2 separate regions of the Sus scrofa genome follow, and region 1 is linked to region 2. A link is a contact called in public HiChIP or PLAC-seq data. All regions are on one chromosome and are shown on one strand. Each heading gives the region's core, a stretch centred on a gene start, on an enhancer-like site or on the middle of the called end of the contact. The rest is flanking DNA. Distances are from core to core; before and after follow the strand shown. Region 1 overlaps PPCDC (phosphopantothenoylcysteine decarboxylase). Region 2 overlaps CSPG4 (chondroitin sulfate proteoglycan 4).

What was found. HiChIP or PLAC-seq counts read pairs in DNA pulled down with a chosen protein or histone mark.
Region 1: a contact with region 2 is called in an H3K27ac HiChIP or PLAC-seq map of alveolar macrophages. The contact joins two enhancer-like sites. A contact is called at or near these places in 2 of 2 datasets of contacts at active chromatin or transcription factors (alveolar macrophages and skeletal muscle).

What each region holds. Positions count from the first base shown.
Region 1 is chr7:58,525,185-58,530,800 of Sscrofa11.1, reverse strand. PPCDC (phosphopantothenoylcysteine decarboxylase) reads left to right here. Exons shown (of 6, transcript NM_001243368.1): 4 at 631-759; 5 at 4,155-4,323; 6 at 4,744-5,294. The coding sequence ends at 4,829. Among named protein-coding and RNA genes, the nearest start is that of PPCDC, 21 kb to the left of the region's middle. Within about 2 kb of position 3,365, at least 27 of the 83 cell types and tissues checked have an H3K27ac peak or open chromatin away from gene starts, as enhancers often do. A contact at or near this core is called in alveolar macrophages, where this site is marked.
Region 2 is chr7:57,979,921-57,985,088 of Sscrofa11.1, reverse strand. CSPG4 (chondroitin sulfate proteoglycan 4) reads right to left here. Exons shown (of 10, transcript XM_003128485.6): 6 at 4,686-4,884; 7 at 4,472-4,606; 8 at 4,206-4,372. Among named protein-coding and RNA genes, the nearest start is that of SNX33, 33 kb to the left of the region's middle. Within about 2 kb of position 2,203, at least 5 of the 83 cell types and tissues checked have an H3K27ac peak or open chromatin away from gene starts, as enhancers often do. A contact at or near this core is called in alveolar macrophages, where this site is marked.

The DNA.
Region 1 (5,616 bases), core at 2,116-4,615, 540 kb before region 2:
CCCCGTGCCTGAGTGTGAGTGTCCTTGTACTTATCTGGGCTGATGAAACCACAGAGGAGCTCTGTTCCCACCACCCTTGTCCACGTGGCTCCCAGTGTCGAGAGCGCCTCACTTCCCACGGCTGCTGGGCTCGGCTTCTGCTCTCCCACGGAGGGGCGGGCACTGGCCAATTCACCAGACGTCGAGTGTGGGCCTCACCGGGGTGCCCTGCCAGGCATTTTTAAACATTCTCAGCCTAGAACATTTCTGGCTGGCCCGTCCTCCCCACCCCTCCCCCTCCATTTCTCACCGCCCCAGAGCCCTTCCCCTGGCTTGGACAACCCAAGCATCCGCCTCAAGCAGACAGGCCAGGAGCTCCCTGCCAGATGTCAGTTCTCTTGAAAACCAAACCATAAAGGGAATAGCTCAGAGAGACAAGGGGCGTTTGTTTCCTCAGGCCTGGTTTCTCTCAGGCTCTTGGCTCCACAGCCGGTGCTCACCAGCTTAGCTGTGAGAGGGGTTGCTCAGGTGGTCTCCTTCTCCTTCCTGACTTAGTGTACCTGCTCTGGGTTGGCCCTCCCCCCACCCCCATTTCTCCCTCCACACTGAGGGGGTGGCCAGCCTGGTGACCCCACTTCCTTCCCCTGCCAGATGTGGAAGTGCCGATCCGATCCAGTTCTCCACATTGACCTGCGGAGATGGGCAGACCTCATGCTGGTGGCTCCTCTTGATGCCAACACTCTGGGGAAGGTGGCCAGTGGCATCTGTGACAACTTGCTTGTGAGTGACTCCCTGGGCATGCCTCCCTCCCTGGACCTCACTCCCAGTTTGCTGAGCGCAGACTGCCGCTGTGCAGGGTTCTCAGCTTGGAATCATTTACAGTGGACCAGTTGGCTCAGGACACAGTTTTCTGGGCCACCCCGCCCCCCCATCTGGTCTCACCTGCTCTCCTGCAAGTGGCAGAAGGCCAGGTCTTGGCAGGTTGCCCTCTGAGGGTGTCCACCTCTCCCCTGCCCCTCGACACTCAGGTCCTTTCTCTTTGTCTCTAGTTCCTGGGCTGCCCTTGACATGCTTCTCCGCTGGCCTCCCTGCCCAGCCCTGTCGCCTGCCCCTCTCGGCTCTGCCTTCTCACCAGGATCTGGGTATCCACATGGGCAATCTGATAAGCGTGCTCACTTCCTCATGGATCTCACACACTTATCTCTCCTATAGCTTTAGCCGCTAGGCTGAGCTGTGGTTTCCTGTATGTACGGAAAGCTTAAAGAGGAAGAGAGAGAAAGGGTGAGAGGCTTGGGCTGAAGGAGAGGAACAGGAGTCCAGCTGTCCAGAGTGTGGATTGGCTTAGGCGTGAGGGACCTCCCGGGAGTTGCTGTCCTTAAAGAGCCTTTGTCCACATGAACATCCAGGGGAGGCTGGGTGCCATCCCCTCCCTCTCCTTCCTCCCTGTCCCCCATCACCCCTTCCTTCATTCCGAGAGCTCTTACCGACCATGTACCAGGCCCCATGTGGAGGGACACAGGGAGCTCACAGTCTGGAAGGAAAGGGTTTTGGGGTCTGCTCTGGTATGTGGTACAGTGACACACCTGCACAGTGTGTGGACACTGGAGTCACACCTTACACAGTGCTGGGTGTGTAGTCGGCATTCAATAAATACTTATGGTATGTATGACGTAATTAGTAATTTGACTTTGGCTAACAGCCAGGAGGTTTTCAGAGTTGAATATGATGAAAAAGTGACTAACGGAGCTGGTTTTGAGGAGTCAGATAGGAGGTTTGTCTCCTCATATGCTTGCTGATGGGTGTTTAAGGCACTTCTTGAAGAGCTGCTGGTGATTTAAGCATCATTGAGCACAGGTGATCAGAAAAAGAGCAACACACAGATCGTGTTGTAGGGCAGGGGCAAAGGAGCACAGAGGAGAGCGAGCCTAGGGGCAATGTTGTCAAGAAGCCTTCCCAGTGGGGCTGGTGCCAGGCTGGCAGGGCGGCTGGAGCAGGTCAGGCTCCCGGCCACTTTCATCTTCTTGGCTGAGTGTTGTGTGTAGCCAGCACCGTCTCACCAGATCTCCAGGCTTCCCACCGGCTGGCGAGCAGCCAGCTGATGTGACAAAGCACACTGACCTCCAGGAGCTAAGCCCCGGTCTGGCCAACTTTGTGAGGTCTCCTTCCTTCCTTCTGAAAGCTGTTTTCCTCTTTTCTTCAAAGCTCACCACTCCCTGAAATCTTTAGGGTTTCCCTCCTACTGAGTTGGCTGCGCAATGGATCATGTTCTCAAGATGAGCCCCGAGGCCCTTGGCCTCAAAGGTTGCATTTGAAGGCACAAATACTTCAAAGAACTGAAGAGCTTTTTTTTTTTTTTTTTTTTTTTTTTTGGCTTTTTAGTGCTGCACCCGCAGCATATGGAAGTTCCTAGGCTAAGGGTCGAATAGGAGCTGTAGCTGCTGGCCTATGCCATAACCGCAGCCACAGCAATGTGGGGTCCAAGCCACATCTGCTACCTACACCACAGCTCACAGCAACGCTGGATCCTTAACCCACTGAGCGAGGCCAGAAATCGAACCTGCGCCCTCATGGATGCTAGTCAGATTCGTTTCTGCTGAGACACGACGGGAACTCCAAAGAACTTCAAGTCTTATAAAGTTTAAACTATTGCCATCATGATCTGTGGCTCTGTCTTCTCTCAGAAGATATTTTTTCCTTATATAACCCCCAAAGACACTTGCCCTGCTTCCTCCCTCCTTCAGGTCTTCTTCCTTTCCAGTATCCAGAACTTGGGGTGCTATCAGGGCAGCGTGCTAGGCATGAACCTGTGCTCCCAATCTCTGGGCCCTGGGCCTGGGTGAGGTGCATCTGTCCTCTGGCCCTTCTTTGTTCTCAGTAATGCAGCAGATCCAGAAAGAGAAGGTGACTTTCCTGGGTCACCAGTCCAGCTGGGAGCTGGTCTTCTGACACGGATCCAGGGCTTCTCTTCACCCAAGTGGATTCCCAGGGGCAGAGCCTGAGGTGCTGCACACAACATTGGCCAAACAAGTGACTGTGGGAACTGATGCCTCCTTTCAGCCCTCCTACTGCTGGAAGGTTTGGAGGAGCTGTGGTTTGTCCAGGAAACGCTGAGCTTTGAGATGGGGTGGGAAAAGCTAGAGAGGTGGGGGGGCATGGAGATGTTGGGTTTGTGCTCTGGCTGGTGTGTTTTGCTTTGAGCGCCTTTAGAAACCCCAGCCCTGCCTCTGCCTCCCACACAGTCAAGGGGCTCTTCTAGGGATGCTCATGACTTCCACAGAAGCAGCAGGTGGCACGTGGCCAAGAGGAAGTGTGGACTGAAACTGTCCACTCATAGCCTGGTTGCCTCATTACGAGGACTGGGTGGGAAACAAACACTGGTGTCTGGGACGACGCAAGCAGCCAGATCCTGAGGCTGTGTGCTGTCCCACTTCCTTCCTGTCCTAGGAGAGGGCAAGGGCACTGAGAAGGACAGGCATTTTCTCTGGCCTGTTTGTGGCATTGTTGTCTGGACTCCCCCTCTTTTCCCAGACAGGATCCACTTCAGGGAAAGGGTGTGTCAGCCGCTATCTCCCTAAAGGGTCCACAGCCCAGGCAGAGGCACCTGGAGCAGTCAGAGCCCAGGGGAGCACATTCCTAGGGGACTCAGAGCTTATTTCTCCCCGAGACACCCCTATCCTTGTTATAATAACAGGAGCTACTATTTCTGGAGGCCATACTTTGTGCCAGGCCTTGTGCGAAGAGCTTTATAAGTGAGCACACACCCTCTGTCCTCATGACTGCTCGGTGAGGGGGCTTTTGCAGAGAGGAAGCTGAGACTCCTGGCGTGAAGGAACAAGTGTTCAAGTTCTCATGGCTAGTGACAGCAGATAGCGCAGCAAGATTTGAACCCAGGTCCACGTGATTGCAAAGCTCACGGCACTGAGGACTCTGTGAGCTGCTTCTGTCTGCAAGGGCCGGCTCTGGGGAAGACATTGCTTGGGCACAGGGAGCCTTGTTTGCACAGGAGGAGAGGTCTGCTTAGAAGTGGCTGGGTCATTGCCAGAGTTGGTAGAGCATCTCCTGTGTGTAGCCTGTGGGGAGGTGAGAGGACCAGGGGACATGGCCCCACCCCGAGGCTGAGACAGCTCCACAGACAGCAAACTGAGCCCACAGTCCCCCCACCCCCCTCTTCACAGACCTGTGTCATCCGGGCCTGGGACCGCAGCAAGCCCCTGCTCTTCTGCCCAGCAATGAACACTGCCATGTGGGAGCACCCCCTCACTGAGCAGCAGGTGTGCCAGCTCAAGGCCTTCGGCTATGTCGAGATCCCCTGTGTGGCCAAGAAGCTGGTCTGTGGAGACCAAGGTGGGTGTCTGGCCAGGCTCACAGCTCATTCCTACGGCCTGGGGCTGGGGCAGGGCTCAGCTTCAGATCCTAGTCTGCTGTGACCTCAGGTAAAACCCTTCTCCTTTGAGCTCGGCTTTCTCATCTGGGAAATGGAAATGGAAATTCTTCCTTGTCAGAGTTGTTAGGATTAAATGAGACAGTAAAATGCCTCGCATCTTCCCTGACATGCAGCCCACATAGTTCAGATGGCTACTGTAACCATTCCTGGGACTGTCCGGAGGGTTTCGTGGGAGGGACTGGATGGGTCTGGCTCAGCCCTGGTCCTGCCCTTCCCAGGCCTCGGGCTCTGGGTGGGGCACTGGGGAGCACTGGGTGGGGTGGGTGGGGAATGGTCCCCTGCCTCAGTCTGCAGGGTCACAGTAGAGCTCTGCTCCCCAGGTCTGGGGGCCATGGCTGAGGTGGGCACCATTGTGGACAAAGTGAAAGAAGTCCTCTTCCAGCACGGTGGCTTCCAGCAGAGTTGAACCCGGGATTCCGTCACACATGTCCCTCCGCACTCAGCATGTTTTCAGGCCAAGTTGGTGAAGAAGGTGGCCTTTGACAAAATGGGGTGAAGACTCCCTGCATTTGCTGAACAGGGATCTGACCTGACCCAGGTTAAACTAAACCAAAGGCCCAGGTCCCAACTTCTTTCAACCAGGAGCCACCTGCTTTCTGGAGTTCTTCTCCAGCTTTTCCTGGGATGGGCGCAGCAAGTCCGAGGAGCAAGCTGCGGTATTGTGCCTGTGCTTCGGGAAGGGGACTTAGGAGTGACTGAGAAATCTTGATCCTCCATGGCGCCCAGGAACTGCTTTTAGAAAGAGCCACGGCTGGTGATCCCCAGGCCTTTGGAGCTTCAGCTCTTTGGTGGGTACAGGGAAGCCTATGAATTGGCGGGACCATGCTGTGAGAGGAGTACTGAGAATAAAGAAAAGTGACTTTTGGGGAGACTCCGTTCTTCCTTTATGACTCCATCCTTCCTTTACAGCCTGTCCGGGGTTTTGGTGATTAGGGGCATCGCTAGTTGTGGCTGGGGAAGGGTCTGGGCTGGCAGCTGACCAGCACTTCCTAGTCCCCATGTCGTATGATGATTAAGGGCAAGGGCCTTTGCAGCCAGACAGCCCCTCGTCAGATCCCAGCTCTGCCACGTACTAGCTGTGGGACGTGGCTCAGGGCTCAACCTCTCTGACCCTCACTCTCCTCATCTGTATTATCCTACCTTCATGGAGTTGCTGAAAGGATTAAATGAGATAATATGTGCACAATGGCCAC
Region 2 (5,168 bases), core at 954-3,453:
CCCATTGTTGGGATGGAGGCAGGTCTAGCCTGTGGTGCCCAGGAGCCTCATCACAGGCTGGTCCCAGGTGGGGCATTTGGAGCTCCCTGCCAGCCCCTCAGTGTCCAGCCTCCCTTGAGGTGCTCCCTGCTGTGCATCATGTTGTCTGGAGCCTGCACTCTCCCTCATCAACTCAGTGGGTCACCATAAAACAGTCCCATGACAGTGAAGAGCCCGGAGCTGCAGCTGGATGCCTTTGTCAAGCCCCAGCTCTGCCCCTGGGGCAAGTCTTCCTCTCTGTGTTTCTCTCAATAGCATATCTTTCCTCTTTTGCAATGAAATCCCTGCCTCTTTTCTCTCTGAAGACACCGCTCTTACCATCTCCTGTCTTTCTTCCCCCAGGTGAGTCATTCTTATCATTACGCAACTAAGCTAACCCTCCACCTTAAAGAAAAAACTTCTCTTGGAGTTCTCATTGTGGCTCAGTGGACTAGTATCCATGAGGACGCAGGTTTGACCCCTGGCCTCACTCAATGGGTTAAGGATCCGGCATTGCCGTGAGCTGTGGTGTAGGTTGCAGACGTGGCTCAGATCCCCAGTTACTGTGACTGTGGTGTAGGCCCAGCAGCTACAGCTCTGATTCGACCCCTAGCCGGGGAACTTCCACATGCAGTGAGTGAGGGTGGCCCTAAAAAGACAAAAAAAAAAAAAAAAAAAGCACACACACAAAAAAAGAAAAAACTTCTTGACTTCACTGTCCTACACCACAGCCACAGCAATGTGGGACCCAAGCCACATCTGCAACCTACCCCACAGCTCACGGCAACACCAGATCCTTAACCCACTGAGCGAGGCCAGTGATCAAACCCTCAACCTCATGGTTCCTAGTCGGATTCGTTAACCACTGAGCCAGGACGGGAACTCCTTTCTTCTTCTTTTTTGGCTGAATTTGAGGCATGCAAAAGTTCCTGGGCCAGAGGTCAAGTTCCCACCATTGCAGGGACCGGAGCCCCAGTAGTGACAATGCTGGATCCTTAACCTGCTAAGCCACCAGGGAACTCTTTTTTTTGCTCTTCTTTGCAGCAGAGTCCAAAAAGAATAGTCTACACTCTTCCCCATGCCATTCTGAGTGCACTCCACCCAGGCTTCTGCTCCTATGGCTGCCAAGGGCACAATGGCCTCTGGGTTGCTGGACCCAGTGGTCTATTCCCAGGCCTCCTTTCACTCATCCGCTCAGCGGCATTCTACCCAATCGAGCGTTCCTTCCTTGAGCGCACCTGGTGGCTTCCAAGAGGTTCTGCTCTCTTAGTCTCCCTCCGACCTCACTAGTTGCCTTTTCACAGACTCTTGCTGGTCCTGCCCCTTCTCCTCAATGTCTGTGGCTTGGCCTTGAGACTCTAGCTACAGGCACTGCTCACGGGCTCTCAGTGGGCCTCACATCCTCCAATGCCAGCCACGAGATGACCCCTTTATTTGTATCTGCAGCCCGGCTGTGCTCTCCCAAACTCCAGGCTCATGACCACCTGCTTCTCGGGCAGCTCCGTGGGGATGTCTGAGGGATGTCTCAAACTCAGTATGTCCCAGATGATCCCTGACCTGCCCCACCGCTCCCAGGTTCCCACTGCAGAGGGCACAGCTCTGTTCTTCCAGTGGTTCAAGCCCCAAGCTCTTGAGTCACCACTGATTCCTCTCCTCCTCTCACATACCATCATTTCTGGCCCGGATTATTCCCCAAACCTCCTGCGTCCTGGCTTTGGCCCCTGCTCCACCCCCTCTACAGTTTGTTCTTGACACAGATGTCAGAGTGAACTTTCATTTTATTATTATTTTTTAGGGCCGCACATGCAGCATGTGGAGGCTCCCAGGCTAGGGGTCGAATCAGAACTATAGCTGCTGGCCTACACCACAGCCACAGCAATGCTGGATCTGAGCCGTGTCTGCCACCTACATCACAGCTCACGGCAGTGCTGGATCCTTAACCCACTGAGAGAAGCCAGGAATCGAACCTGCCTCCTCACAGATGCTAGTCAGATTTGTTTCCACCGAGCCATGAAGGGAACTCCCAGAGTGAAGCTTTAACCATGTAAATAAGGCTATGTCACTCTCGCTCAGACAGTACAAGGGCTCATTTGGCCTCAAAGACCCTGTGTGACCCTGTTACCCGTGACCTCCCGTCCTCCCACGCCTCCCACGGCAACTCCACTCCAGCCACACCCGCTGTGCTCCAGGGCCATCTGCCTGTTAAACACTAAGGCATAGTCTCCACTTCCCTCAAGCAATCCGTTCCCTCCCCCTTCTAATCCCAACGTGTCTTCTTGGCTTATCTTTTGTTTTCCCCTTTCGGGAGACACAGGGAACTATTTTCCTTCTCTCAGAAAAACAGGACTTGTGCAATAGAGAGAGGGAAACTGACTGGGATCACAGCGTGCGGGAGATTCTAGGAGCAGGGGGGCTGTGAACTGGGGAGCCTTGCCTGGTTGAGACGGGAGCAGAGCCAGTCAAAGGGACAGCTGCTCTTCAGTTGATGGCCGGAAGAGGGAACACAGGTCTTATAAGAAACTGGAAATCAGGGCCTGTGTGTGTGTGTGTGTGTGTGTGTGTGTGTGTGTGTAATCCCCCAAAGGTTATATCTTGACCACTAATTTAAAAATATTAAAGGCATGTGCAGGCCAAGTAAAACACATCTGTGGGCCAGCTGTGGCCTGCAAGGACTACCAGCTGTAACCTCTGGCCCAGGCCAATGGGTGGGTGGGGAGGAAATGGAGACCCTTAGGGGTGGGGGTGGGAAGTTGGATGTCTGGGTACAGGAGCTCCTTGTGGGTGGGGGTGACTGGCTTGGGATGAGGCAAGTCACAGGTGAGGTGGGAAGGCTTCCTGAGCTCTGGAAACCAGCAGTGTTCTTTGGTGAAAGAAATCTTGGGCCAGCAGTCTGAAGGCACAGTCCTGGTTTTGCTTCTTACTAGCCATGGACTTGGAATGAAGTCACCTGACCTCTCTCTGTGAGCCTCAGTTTCCTCATCTGTAAAGTGGGAAAAGCTGATCTCTGCCCCACCCAACTCAGAGGATGGAGGGACAGTGGCGCTGTCAGTCCTGCCTGCCCCCTTCACCCAGTCCTGCCCTCCTCCCAGCTTCCCTGGGTGGCCCTGCCAGCCAGACCCCCTAGGGGCCATTCATTCTAGAACTTGGATTGCTGGGGTGTGAGGGAAGCAGAGCAGGTCCAGGAGGGGACTTCCTCCTCCTTCCTGGGCATCCAGTGACAAAGGCTCCCAGGGATTCAGGGTGCACAGCTGCTACAGCCTCCAGCCTGCTGAATATTTCATTGTGGGGAGGAGCAGAAAGGGGGCCATAGCAGAAGCTGGGAGAACAGAGAACCCAGGCCTGGGGAATATTGATGCGAGAGGACTGAGAGACTCTTCCTGCCCTTGTTAAGGTGACTTCCTTCCCCGATGCCTGAAAGTTCCATACTGCCCTGCCCTGGGGAGAACCAGGGCTGCCCTAGAATGCTTGCACCTTTTGCACTTAGAAGGGACCTTAATTTAAGTGATGGCTGTTGGCCCCACTGGTACAGCATAGAGGGCTCTGTGATCCCAGCAGCGTATCGGTCTGACCCTTCCTGTGGCTCAATTCTGGTTTTCACTGATGGCCTCTGGCGTGCAGTGGGACAGCTGTGTCCTGAAGCTGCTGTGATGGATGGATGGATGGATGGCAGCTTTGCTCCTAACTCACCTACTCAGCTGCCTTCTGCCCACTCATCTGCTTTCAGGACCCATTCTGCTTCTTGCTGCTCTTGACCTGAGCCCCAGGCTTACACCTCTGTTCACCAGCCCAGCAGCTGCCTTCATCCCAAACTCTATCCCCTTGAACCAAGCACTGCCCCCATCAGCCATTGGGGTATCTAGTGTCCCCCATGCAGAGTATTATTTTCAGCTCCTAGGGTCCAACTGTAGTTTCTTCTAGAAGCCAAGCCCCAGAACATCATCCCTGTTCTGAGCCCCTATAGCTCTGACTTCCTGCATCCTTCTTTCTGCCCCGGAACACTAAGCCCTGGTGGTCCTGACTGGTTGGTGGCCCTTGGAGGGGGGCATGCAGAGGCTGGACCATGGTGAGCCCGGGGAGTGGCTGCCAACACTGCTGGAGCTCGTACCCATGTCCACATGTGTGTCCAGAGGCAGAGTGGGCTATTCCAGGCCGGAGTCTAAGTGGTGGCTGTAGAGAGGGGTCCTTACCTCTGCCTGAGTGAAGTTCACCAGGGCCTCCCCAGCGGGGCCCCGCTGGGTGTGGAAGAGCCGGCCAAGCTGGGGACCCTGCACCACCTGGTAGAGCAGGTGGCGGGGGTCGGTGCCTGCGCTGGAACTGGCTCGCAGGCTCTGGCTGCTGAGTGGCTGGACAGAGCCTGCGAGAGGCAAAAGGGGACTGTCAGCCTTGGCTCGGGAGCCAGGGCAAGGCCTGCAATGGCTGGAGAGGCAGTATGACCCTGGCGTGGTGCACCCACCTGGGCAGACAGTCAGCGTCCGGCTGCCCTCCAGCGAGAGGAGCGGCTGCTTCTGGGCCACCACCCGGAAGAAGTGTCCAGGGGAAGTGTGCTCACCATCAGACAGGCTGAAGCGGAAGCCTCCATCCAGGGCTCCTAGGACAGGGGTGGAGTTGGGTCTCGCTGGCCCATGCCGGCGCCCACGCTCAGGGCATCCCCACCTCTCAGCACTTACCTTTGTGTGAGAACAGCACAAGCCCGCCGTCCAGCTGGGCCTGGGTGAAGCTGTGGACCTCGGTGCCCGGCTCTGTCCGCAGCAATACCCGTCCGTTGATAGGCTGCTCAAGGGTGTAGACCAGGTCCTCGGGTCCTGAGTCGTTGTCTGCACCCCTAAGGGCCTCCGTAGGGATAGGCACAGTGGCCCCTTCCCACATCTGGGGACACAAGCCTGTGAAGGTTCTGCCCTGGCCAAGCTCACCCACTTCCTTCCTCCCAGGCCCTGGGGTGGCGAGCAGGGCTCCAAGCACTGGGCTCAGGCTCTTAGCTGGCATGGAGGTGCACGCTGTCCTGGGCTTCCCTGCACAAAGCCCCAGCCCCTTCACCTTGCCCTGTTAGCCCAAGGGCCTCCATGCGAAAGCTCCCTGCTCCCCACCTGCCCGAATCCTGCTTGTCTCTAAGGTGAACTCATGGAAATTTACCTCTAGAGAGCCCTTTACCA